Regions from separate parts of the Drosophila melanogaster genome. Here region 1 is linked to region 2. The links are chromatin contacts, called in public Hi-C maps. All regions are on one chromosome and are shown on one strand. Each heading gives the region's core, a stretch centred on a gene start, on an enhancer-like site or on the middle of the called end of the contact. The rest is flanking DNA. Distances are from core to core; before and after follow the strand shown. Region 1 holds the start of Zw10 (Zeste-white 10). Region 2 holds the start of tko (technical knockout).

What was found. A called contact is a pair of places that touch in the nucleus more often than the background predicts.
Region 1: a contact with region 2 is called in a Hi-C map of the Kc167 cell line, with 3 times the contacts expected there. The contact joins the promoter of Zw10 here to the promoter of tko in region 2. A contact is called at or near these places in 15 of 107 Hi-C or Micro-C datasets (the D17-c3 cell line, the Kc167 cell line, the ML-DmBG3-c2 cell line and 6 more) and 2 of 6 datasets of contacts at active chromatin or transcription factors (both in the Kc167 cell line).

Annotation. Positions count from the first base shown.
Region 1 is chrX:2,600,511-2,606,718 of dm6, forward strand. It overlaps Zw10 (Zeste-white 10), which reads left to right and starts at 3,687. Exons shown (of 2, transcript NM_080162.4): 1 at 3,687-5,142; 2 at 5,204-6,208. The coding sequence starts at 3,793. The coding sequence ends at 6,019. Klp3A (Kinesin-like protein at 3A) reads right to left here and starts at 3,542. Exons shown (of 6, transcript NM_080314.3): 1 at 3,170-3,542; 2 at 2,409-3,088; 3 at 2,184-2,335; 4 at 1-2,112. The coding sequence starts at 3,088. It overlaps Smyd3 (SET and MYND domain containing, class 3), which reads right to left. Exons shown (of 5, transcript NM_080029.4): 5 at 6,170-6,208.
Region 2 is chrX:2,439,580-2,445,383 of dm6, forward strand. It overlaps tko (technical knockout), which reads right to left and starts at 4,397. Exons shown (of 2, transcript NM_080311.3): 1 at 4,155-4,397; 2 at 2,734-3,153. The coding sequence starts at 4,206. The coding sequence ends at 2,783. boi (brother of ihog) reads right to left here. Exons shown (of 9, transcript NM_166940.3): 9 at 4,588-5,804. The coding sequence ends at 5,472.

The sequences.
Region 1 (6,208 bases), core at 2,437-4,936, 160 kb after region 2:
GCTTGTCCAGCTCCTGCTGCAGTGCCTCTCGGCTGCTGAGCAGCTCTTCGAGGATCTGATTGCGCTGCTGATCCTCCGCCGGGGACCGTGCTTCAGCCCATCGCTGGTTGGCTGTCCTGATTAAAACGGAGACCTTTTCCTCGTAGGCGCGCTGTTGCGCCAGCATTTGCTCTTCATGCTGGGATTGGAGCAGACGAAGGCGTTTGCTTGCCGCATCTTCCTGCTGTTGAGCATCCAGTAGCTGCGCGCGCAGCTCATCCAACGTTGTGCGCTGCTCATTCAAGCTGGACGCCTGCAGACGCCGTTGCTGCACCAAAGTCTTCAAAAGTTGCTTACTAACCGTCCTGGACTCGCCAAGGCTTTGGACGCCCTCAGCCAAGGAGCGAATGCGGCTATCCAGATCGGTGGGGCAGACTTTCTGCTGAAGATCGGAGATCTGAGCATTACGCATTTCCAGCTCCTCCTCGAGACTCGCCAGAATGCGGGCCTGCTCTGCGGCTTCGGCGGGATCGCTGGTTTTCTCCTGCTGGAGCAGATGGTAGTGATTGTTGATTACCGCCCGGTCCTCCATCAGTTGCTCCAGGCTGTGCTCAGCATCTATAAGCGAGAGTATGATCTCCAGTTCACGATCCACCCAGGAATCTGTCTTCGCGTTCGCGTTGGAGGAGCCAGCGGCCGAGCCCCCGTTATCCTTGTACTTGTGACGCTGGGCCTGCGCCGATGCCTGCCGCTCGAGAGCATCCTTCAGCCTCTTGTTGGCAGCCAGTGCCTCCTCGCACTTGCGCTTGAGGACCTGGCGCTGCTTGGAGTGCAACGTCTGTTGGCGCACAATCTCCGATTGCATTTTGCGGTCCTTGCTCTTTAGTTGGGTTAGCTCCTTTTCGCGAACCATCTTCCATTGGCGGAACTTCTCGGACTCACCACGCATTGCTCGTATGAGCTTCACCTTGGATTCCTTCATGGTGCGGATTTCGGTACTTAGATTTTGAATCTTTTCACGCTCCTTGTCTCGTATCTTTAGCAAGTTGGCCTGCGTGATCAGCTTCCGGCGCAGATCGGAGATCTCCTGCTCCAGGAGCTGCAGGCGTTTGCGTCGCTCCTCCGCCAATTTGGCAGATATATCTTTGCTCTTAATGTTGCGCAGCTGATCCATGAGGTCTCGTCGCTCCGCCTCGAGATCGTCGATCTTTTGGTTGCACAGCCGCAACTTGACATCCTCGTCATCCGAATCCAGTCTGCTAAAGTTGCGCATAATACGCTCGTGCAGCTCCTGTTTGAGATCCAGCTGGCGATTGATGTTGCGCAGTTCGCCAGCGAAGTTCATTTGCTTGTTGGTATACTCCTCCGAATGGGAATGCAGCATTTCATGGACCTCATCGCCGCCGCTTTCCCCGCCTTCTGTATGGGAACGACTGCTCAGTCGCTGGCGTGACTCATGGCCCTGGGACTCCAGCTCCTCCTGAGTGCGTTGCAATTCTACGTGCACTCGATTCACCAGCAGTGAGAAATCACGCATCTCATTGTCACCATTTGTATTTTCGTTTCCAAATTGCGCCTGTTCTCTTTGATCCAGTTTGTTCTTTAGCTCCGACACATGGCTTCGGAGTTTATCGTGTGCCTGCTCGGCGATGTGGGCACGCATTTCTTTCTCGGTGAGATCGAGCAACGACTGATGAAGCTCTTGCTGTAATTTCCTATTCCTGTCCTGCAGGGTGCGCACCTGTTCCTTAAGCCGCTGGATCTCGGCTGCATTGGCCATTGAACCAGCTAGTGACTCCTCACAGGGAATGGCACCCAAGCCTGCGGCTCCAACAGCGCTAATTAAGGAACTGCTCATCTTGCCGCCCGACAATAGCTCTACACGCAGCTTTTGGATGACGTCCTTCAGCATATTAACCTCCGCCGCATGCGGATCGAGATTGACCACTGGCTTGTTTTTGATTTGCAGTGCTCGATCCGCATAGCGTAGGGTGCTCAATGTCTCGGCCACGTTGTAGTCGGCGGGACTGACGCAAGCAATCATCAGCGTAATGGAATTACCGCCCAGGGAGTCCTGCAGCAGACGCGTCAGCTTGGACTGGCGATAGGGTATGTAGCCAGCGGCCTGGCCAGCTGCAATTTATATGGAATATATAAAAATGGAGATCAATTTTCAAGCCAGTGGCTAAATGATAGATACTCACATCCCAGGGCATTGATCACGTTGCCCAGGGCCAGAAGACCCTTATTGATGTTCACACCCTCTTTGAACCGATCGCCGCTGGCTAGGGTCTTTGAGCAGCGTTCAGAACCAGCCAGATCCACCAGGTTGAACCTGGACGTGGTAACGGATTGCCTATCGGAGATTGGAGGTCAAATGTGTATAAGCATTAAGTATTCTAACGAGGTGATGGCGGCCCACAACATACTTGCCGTCCAGCTTGGTGGCTACTAGCGTCAATGTGAATATGGCATGGGATCTTGAAGAGGTTTCATTCATAGCCGTGGCGGCCACAGCCCGTCCGGCTGAGCCGCGGATCAGATGATCGGTCACTTGCTGGGCGGATGTGACCACTAGCTCGGTGAGGCCCGGCATGATAATACGGTTCTTGACCTCCCTGATGTCTACGGTGGCCTTGTCCCGAGTTTTCGACGAAAAAAGGTCATAGAACTGCTCCTGGTAGAGCTCCACAAAAGAGCATGTGACAGCAAAACGAAATTCGCTCTGCATTTCCGCAATGGCTGTGAATATATCATGAACGGCGCGTGGTATAACGCCCACATGGTCATCTAACACTCCGTTGAAGGCGGTGCCCATAGTGTAGGTCTTTCCGGAACCCGTTTGTCCATATGCCAAGATTGTTACGTTATAGCCATTTAACAGCTTTTTCACTTTGGCCTGTACACACGTCTCGAATAGATCCTTTTGCGAGTCGTCAATGTCGAAGACATAGTTGTACGTATACGACTCATTCCGGTTGACTGTAACCTGTGGCGCTCCATCCGCCGATCGTTCGACGGCAATCCGGCAGCCGCGATCCAACTCGGACTGCACCAAGGGGCGCACGCGCAAGGCCACTGCCACACAGCTGGGATCCTCGCTGGACATCTGGGGGTAGGGGGAGGGAAGGACAATCATAACATTCCATCACCTTTACCGCCATCTCGACCAACACCACCAACCACTTACCTTCTCTGGGGCACAGCAAGTCCGACTTTGGTTAACTGATCAACTGGTTAGCACTTACAAAAACTTAGAATTTTGGTTGGTCTAGATTTTGGAGCAACGCGGCTTCTCCACGCGCAGCCCGGCACTCTCAATGAATTCGATTTTTGGATCAAGGAACTAAACTAATGAAACGCGACGCTAAGAAGCAAATGCATTTCTGCCAGTATTTTTAAAAATGGCGTTGTTATCGATTCGTTGCAGATGTCGATTAGTGGCGCGATCGACGGAGGTGCCGGTGTAGAAAGATTTCGATTTTTTTATAATTTGGCTCTTGAATAGCACATTTGCAAAAATGTGGTTGGACGATTTGTGCACGCCGATTTGACAAAATGAATCATTGACAGTGTATCTACATACTTATACATAAAAATAAAAGCTACCTAGATCTACAACTATTTTAGCTACTGCCAGTGATAAGAGCCCAATTCTTGTCAACTAGCCAATTCGCCGATAGCCGATAGCAGACAGCCGCACATATCTATCGCTTTTTTGAACAATCGTTGGTAGCAACAGGGAATTGCAGAAACCAGTTGTCTTGGGTTTCGCAAGAATTGGAAAAGGAGGATCTGGTCAAAGAGCAGGACATGGAGGAAGAGGCGCCGCGGTTCAATGTGCTGGAGGAGGCGTTCAACGGCAATGGGAACGGGTGCGCCAACGTGGAGGCCACCCAATCGGCCATATTAAAAGTGCTGACGCGCGTTAATCGCTTCCAGATGCGCGTCCGCAAGCACATCGAAGACAACTACACGGAGTTTTTGCCCAACAACACGTCGCCGGACATATTTCTGGAGGAGTCGGGGTCCTTGAATCGCGAGATTCACGACATGCTCGAGAACTTGGGTTCCGAGGGACTGGACGCCTTGGACGAGGCGAATGTCAAGATGGCGGGTAACGGCAGGCAGCTGCGAGAGATCCTTTTGGGTCTGGGTGTCAGCGAGCATGTGCTAAGGATCGACGAGCTGTTCCAGTGCGTGGAGGAGGCCAAGGCCACCAAGGATTACTTGGTGTTACTGGACCTTGTCGGTCGTTTGAGGGCTTTCATCTATGGCGATGATTCCGTTGACGGGGACGCGCAGGTGGCCACGCCAGAGGTTCGACGCATCTTTAAGGCTCTCGAGTGCTACGAGACCATCAAGGTGAAATACCATGTACAGGCATATATGCTGCAGCAGAGCCTCCAGGAGCGCTTCGATCGCCTGGTGCAGCTGCAGTGCAAATCCTTTCCCACATCGCGTTGCGTCACCTTGCAGGTGAGCCGGGATCAAACGCAGCTGCAGGATATTGTGCAGGCTCTCTTCCAGGAGCCCTACAATCCGGCGCGCCTCTGCGAATTCCTGCTGGACAATTGCATAGAACCGGTGATCATGCGCCCAGTGATGGCCGATTACAGCGAAGAAGCCGATGGTGGCACCTACGTTCGATTGTCGCTTTCCTACGCCACCAAGGAGCCCAGCTCAGCGCAGCTTCGCCCGAACTACAAGCAGGTCTTGGAGAACCTCAGGCTGCTGCTGCACACGCTGGCCGGGATCAACTGCAGTGTGTCCAGGGACCAACATGTTTTTGGCATTATTGGCGATCATGTGAAGGATAAAATGCTGAAATTACTGGTGGACGAGTGCCTGATACCAGCTGTGCCCGAAAGCACGGAGGAGTATCAGACATCCACGCTGTGTGAGGATGTCGCCCAGCTGGAGCAGCTGCTTGTAGACTCATTCATCATCAATCCCGAGCAAGATCGAGCCCTAGGGCAGTTTGTAGAGAAGTACGAGACCTACTACCGCAATCGGATGTATCGTCGAGTTCTGGAAACGGCGCGGGAGATCATCCAGCGCGATCTGCAGGACATGGTGCTGGTGGCGCCCAACAACCACTCAGCCGAAGTGGCAAACGATCCCTTCCTCTTCCCACGCTGCATGATCTCGAAAAGTGCTCAGGTAAGTCGTTCGCTAAACGAAACGATTGATTACGCACTAATGGATTCATTTTCGCCGGCAGGACTTTGTCAAACTAATGGACCGCATTCTTCGCCAGCCCACGGATAAACTGGGCGACCAAGAGGCCGATCCCATAGCCGGCGTCATTTCCATCATGCTGCACACCTACATCAATGAGGTGCCCAAGGTGCACCGCAAGCTGCTCGAGAGCATTCCACAGCAGGCCGTCCTGTTCCACAACAATTGTATGTTCTTCACACACTGGGTAGCGCAGCATGCGAACAAGGGCATCGAAAGCTTGGCGGCGCTGGCCAAGACACTGCAGGCCACCGGTCAGCAGCATTTCCGCGTGCAGGTCGACTACCAATCCTCCATCCTGATGGGCATCATGCAGGAGTTCGAGTTCGAGAGCACGCACACGCTGGGCTCTGGTCCACTGAAGCTGGTGCGTCAGTGCCTTCGCCAGCTGGAGCTGCTGAAGAACGTGTGGGCCAATGTGCTCCCGGAGACCGTGTACAATGCAACCTTCTGCGAGCTAATCAACACATTTGTCGCCGAGCTAATCCGTCGAGTGTTCACGCTGCGCGACATTTCCGCACAGATGGCCTGTGAGCTGAGCGATCTCATTGACGTGGTGCTCCAGCGGGCGCCCACGCTTTTCCGCGAACCAAACGAGGTGGTCCAGGTGCTCTCTTGGCTTAAGCTGCAGCAACTGAAGGCCATGCTGAACGCGTCGCTCATGGAGATCACAGAGCTGTGGGGCGACGGCGTCGGCCCGCTGACCGCCAGCTACAAGTCGGATGAGATAAAGCACCTAATCAGGGCGTTGTTCCAGGATACGGATTGGCGGGCCAAGGCCATTACGCAGATTGTATAGGGCGCGTGCGCCTTTTTTGCGAGCGAGGAATGTTGAACGGCGGATAGACATCACATTTGAGGTGGTAAACGGAGTCTAAATTTGATGATCACCATCAATGTGTCCTTACTTTAATTCCTTGAATTGTTTACCACAAATGCCAAAAGTAATAGAATTTGATAATCTTTAATTCTCCGAATGGTTTCTGTT
Region 2 (5,804 bases), core at 3,147-5,646:
TATTCCGATCGCCAGGATCTCTTTGACAATGTCAACACAGATCGAAGTCGGAGTCGTGGACTGCGATCGTGGCGAATCAGATGCGATCTGCGATCGCTTGGGGTTGAAATGCGAAAATCACAAGGGGATCGCGAGTGAGTACCGATTGACACTTGGGCCGCTCACCTGGCGGCCAAGGTGTGTGTGTCTTTTCTCGCCTGTGATTGGAGTGTGCTCTGCACGTGGCCAGAGGACACACATTCCGCACATTCGCATCAGAGCGAGAACGACGATCGGATGACGATCCTTTGTGTGGTTTGGCCCGCCCGTCGTTTGTTGTTGCTTCTCCTCCCTTTTTCCGTTGACCAGTTTTTTGTCAGTTTGATCTTTCTGAGGGAGAATTGCTCGGTTCTCGCCTCTTTCTGCAATCGATTACAAGAAAATGATGATGTTTCCGAAGGATAATCTCAGTTGCAGCATCTAGAGACCGTCTGGTCGGGGGTTATGCATCATTATTTGACTCACACTTGACATTTCGATTGTTGCCAAAGAAAGGAGACAAGGGCCTAAACAACAAGATGCCAATTAGGAACCTCTTTCTTGTGCGATCTAAAGAAGATCAGACCAGAAGTTTGGGATCACAGGTCCCCGCGGAATGCGGCTTAGCTGAAACCATTTTTATTGCGAATCGCACACTGATTCTTGGATTCCGGGATTCAGCCATTTGGCAGCGCCATTTTGGTTCCGGCGTTACGAGACTCACATCACGCAAGGACAAGGGTTGCACAAGGGTTGAACATTTCGGAGTCGTCATCTTCTTGGGGTGGTCCATCCTCCTCCAGCCTCCTTCCACCATCCGCAATCCACTATCAACCCCCAGCCACCCAACCCCAAAAGGTCGCCGAACACGTGTCCATGATTAAATAAAATGTTTGGCAATTCGTACAGTCAAACTCCAGTGACTCCGCCACCCTTTCTATATGCTTTTCCATTTCGTGTCCGCAGAAAAAGAGTAAAACTAAACGGGGAAGTGACAGCATCGATTGGTTATGGGTGTGCAAAGGATGTTTAGAAGGGGTGCAGGCACAATTAAAGCCCTCAGCCACAAAACAGACCAGAACAGAAACTCACAGATATAGAAGAAGAGGCCAAAGTTGGGAGAAAATCAATAACTAACGCCTAATGTTGTGGTAAGCAAGAAACAATTAAATATATAGTCAATGCAAGAGTCCGAGGGCCAACGGTGAGTTCGATTTAAAATGTGTTATATCTTCGCAAATGTTCTAGATATACAACCAGGATAGCCGGTTATAGGCCGGACGTATCTCCTAGTTCGGACACTCAATCATTGCCCGAAAAATTGCGATTTGAGTCGCACAATTCGTTGGAGATAAAAACTTTTGAATGTCGTTTTTCCCAGATGTTTTGCCAATTCATTCTGGCCAAGCCACAGACGTGTGAACGCCTCGATGATTGGCCAGTAATCCCCGAGACCGGGAGTCATTTTTCATTTGGCAAATTTTACAGTTAACACGGCAAACAAAAGGAGAAAGAAGAAAAAGCAGCTAATATCCTTCGGCGATTACACGGAAGCAGGACTCGTATGTGTTTTTTCCTCAACGCTGGACAATGGCGTTTTTATTGATAAAAATTATGCACGCCGGCAAACAAAGGCGGGGCCCAAAGATGTTGGACAACTTGACTCAGCAGAAAAGACGGCGAAGACGAACGATCCCGGGACAAAGGACCTGCTGTCATAATGGCTCAATCAGGCAACAGGACTAAGGACATTCGTTCGGGACTAACGGTACACCCATGGTCCTGCATTCTGGCCCTCTGTTGACACAATGTCTGGCGGACAGAGGAAACGGCATTGCTGCGGTCACTGAAATGTCATCCATCCGAGGATGTGGACAAAAAAGACATCTACACGGCGACAGCTTCGACGTCGGCTAACTTAAAAAGGATCCTTCAATGTATTTGCCTAACGGTCTCTGCGACAGTCCTTTCTGCGGATGGGTTAACGGTGAGAACTGCGCAGGACACTACCGAAACGACTTTGATTCGGACCGACAATTCGGGTTGAGGATCCAACAACAACTATGAACTGTGTCTGTAATAAAAGTTTGATATTATATAGCTTGCAATCAGAGATATTTACATTTTGTGCCCATATGCGTTTCATCTTCAGCGAATAAGCAATCGAAAAAAACCAAACAAACCAAGCTCGTGATTTGCAATCGCACTTGTGATCAGAACTGATCAATACGTATTTAAGTCCCAGTTCTTTAAAGAAGATACTTCCCCTTGTGCAAGAACTCAATTTTCTTAGCTAATTTTCGGCAGTCACCCAGCAGGATTCCCAAAAAGGACCAACTACTACATCGATTTTCCATTGAACTTCGTAGCTGTGAAGAGTGGGCGTATTGGAGTGCCGCCCATTTCAGCTAACGATTATTTGGCAGAAAATTTGCAATTCTGTTAAAAAGCAAACAGGATTCATGCAAAAGGATTTGCCAGCTAAAGCGTAAAATGCCGTTTAAGACCATTTTCCCCTGAGAGACCCGGCTATTCTTAGGTAAAGATGATGCGACAGCCTATTGACTTAAGATTACGAGAATGCAGCCAACCGAAAGGAGATCCTGACTGAGCCCGTTCACTTGTCACTACTCACTCACTTACCTCTTAAGCCGGCTGAGCTGCATAATTTTCCATAAAAAACAAACAATAATAAGAACGACGCATCCGTCTGTTGATTGTGAAGCAATGCATTTGAACAACGTGATTAGGAAGTGGTTATTAACTATTGGCTCTTCTTGACGACGTGCGCCAAGTCGTAGACTCCGCGCACAGCCTTCAGCTTAACGCCGGGCACGTCCTGCAGACGCCCCACGCGGCACAGTACAATGTTGTGCTCTTGCAGGTTGTGCCCGATGCCGGGGATGTAGGCCACCATCTCCTTGCCGGTGGAGAGGCGCACCAGCACGCACTTTCGATTGGCCGAGTTCGGCTTCTTGGGCTTCTTTATCAGCGTCTTCAGGACAACGCCCTTGGCGAAGGGCTTTCCATCCAGCGGCTGGCGCGGCGGACGCGTCTTTATGTGCGGTCCGCTGCGGTGCATCTGCTGCAGCGATGCCATTCCACGGACGGCGGTCTCATAGCTGCACTGGATGGCTGGCAAAGAAGTGAAAGAGTTAGATATGTCGCTTAAAGAAAACCAGTACAACAAAATTAACTGCTCCAAGTTTGAGATTGCAATCATGATCATTTTTAGAGGTAACACTCCTAGTTGATTATGAGAAAGTGGCTAGACTATAAACACACAAGGGTTCGGCCATCGATCGACTCGATTGAGAATGCAATGATGGGAGCGAAAGAGATCGCTCGAAATCAATAAAGCACGACTGTACCGGCTTCGAAATGCGGACAAAAGGGTCACTTCCACGGACAGTTGGTCAGTGATTGACAATGCCCGCTGGTTCTGTGCTGGCTCCTTTGTCATACGGCTAATCTCTGTGGAAATCGAGAATTGTGGAACGGAGTTGGCGGCTGGCGACAATAATTGCGGCCAAATGACGCGCAAGCATGGAAGTACTCGCTCCGAATCCTGTCAAGCCTTTTTGGCCAGAAACAAAGCGACGTAGCAGCGTTTTCAATTATAAATATGCCAAATGCCACACACAACACAAGCGGCAGGTAATAATTTCCATATGCAGGATTGCCGGACAAACAAATCCGGCACCTATTGTCTCCTAAACTGCGACCTTTTTTTTGCGGTTGAACATTTCCATTGTTTCCGCGCTTTTCCTTCTTTTTCGGGGTGACAGGTTTTCAATTATTTTTCCAATCTAAAGCGGGGGAGCTGCGGAATGTGCATGTTGATGTGCATGTGAAACTGGCAATGAAAATATTCGCAGGCGAAAAGTGCGGCCGCCACGCGCGGCCAACTCAAAAAGAGTTGGTAAAACCTGGGGGAAATGCACGAAAGTCGGGGGGAAAACAAACACTTATGCGCTCCCGGTTTATTTGGTTTTCGCTTCGCAGCGGAAGGGTGGCTAAATGCGCCAAGTCACGGACTCCTGAGGGCCAGTTCCTGCTTAGGAGCAGCTAATGGCCACCAAATCAATTAAAATATTCGATTTTTAAGGTATTTAACTTGGTTTAGTTAAGCTTACCCTGCGAAGCCAACTGTTTCGTAATGCCAAAGGATTGCCGCAGAAAATTCATGCTCTTGGAGTTTTGTTCAGTAGTTTTTTGTTCAGTTTGTAGTACCAGCCGTCGCTCGGATTGGTGGCGCTTGCTCGGAAGCTATTTAGTCGGCCTTTTGTGTTATAAAAGCGCTAAAATATTTAATAATCTAATTCCAATTCAATTCTAATGTGACAATCAGCTGTTGCTGTCCTAGAGCTGGCACAGGTGTCGATAGTCACGCATGGCAGTCACGTATGGTAGGTGCACTCGCTAAAACATGGTGGGTGCATCCGCCAGTGAGAGTTGCCAGATGAAGGCGGGATTTTTAAAAATGGTATTTAAGAATATGAAAATCCCAGTATTTTGAATGACAGCACTTAAATTTCCCATCATTAAAACAAAAATACGTTAAAAAATATGTTTAAAGATTCACTTTTTAATTTCAGGACTCGCATATTCGTTTAAAACTGCCGCCTATGAGCTTAAATCGAGTTTAGGATGCTTCTCTCTTGGGTTTTGTGTATTAGTCACATCTAGAAATGTATTAACTTAATGCTATATAGTTGGTTTGACTTAAACGTACATTAGGTTGCTTGTTAATTGAACTAATCAATTTGAGTTGCTGACGCCTGACGTTTACACTGCAATAAATAAATAACGCTATGCTACAGGGCTTATTCGAGATAAAATTTGGCCCCCGAAATAGTTCTATCAATAATAAAAAAAAAAACTTAACATTAGTAATTCTACTGACTATCTGGCCGGCAGCAACGAAAAAAGTCTTACATTACCAATTCCTTATACTAAAGTTTGTATATTTTCAAATTCAATATTTAACTAAAACAAAACGAAGCAGCATTAACGTTTAACGACTTAGCTGCTTAGCTGTTTTTTTCTTTTAATTAAACGTTCTGCTCGAAATACATTTTAATGAGCTCAAAATGAAAACAAAACTTGATTACTAGTGTTTTAGCACAAAGTTACTCGAGCATTTGAAACGACAGAAACTTCTGTTAATGGCAAATTCCCTAGTTCTAAGCTTAATGATTGGCCAAATTAATTGGTTTTTTGGAAAACTAAACAGTACCGGGTGCCTTAAAGCTAATATTCGAGGGTTTCGAGCTGCTCTGCCGACCTGTCCTACGATTATCTCAATAATACACATCTAGTTTCGGATCCTTAAGTCTACTTGAAACTGTCTGTTTTTGGGGAACCACTTTCGCTTGCCGCTTAGGTATATTTCTCCTCGTTGTGCTGCTCCGCCCACTAGTCCACTAGTTAGTTGCCTCCTCTGCGAGCCATCACACCTCAATACTGTTCAGACTGCCCGACGATATGTTGTCCGTGTGGCTGCCCAGGCGCGTCCTCTTGATCATCGCCCTGCTCGGCATCGGCGATCTCTGGACCCTAGGGCTCCCTGGCACGATGGGTATGCCCACCAGGCCACCCGGATGGCCGGGGTGGTGGTGCAGATGCTGGTGGTGCGGCGGCAGGTTGTTGTTGTTGTTGTTGTGGTGGCTCAGGCCAATATTGAGATTGCTGTGGCTGTTGTGCACCTGCTGGTTGCCCGAGGTGCGTCGCTGTCGCCGCAGGGATGGTATCCTGGTCGGCGTGGGTGTGCCCTCCTCCATATG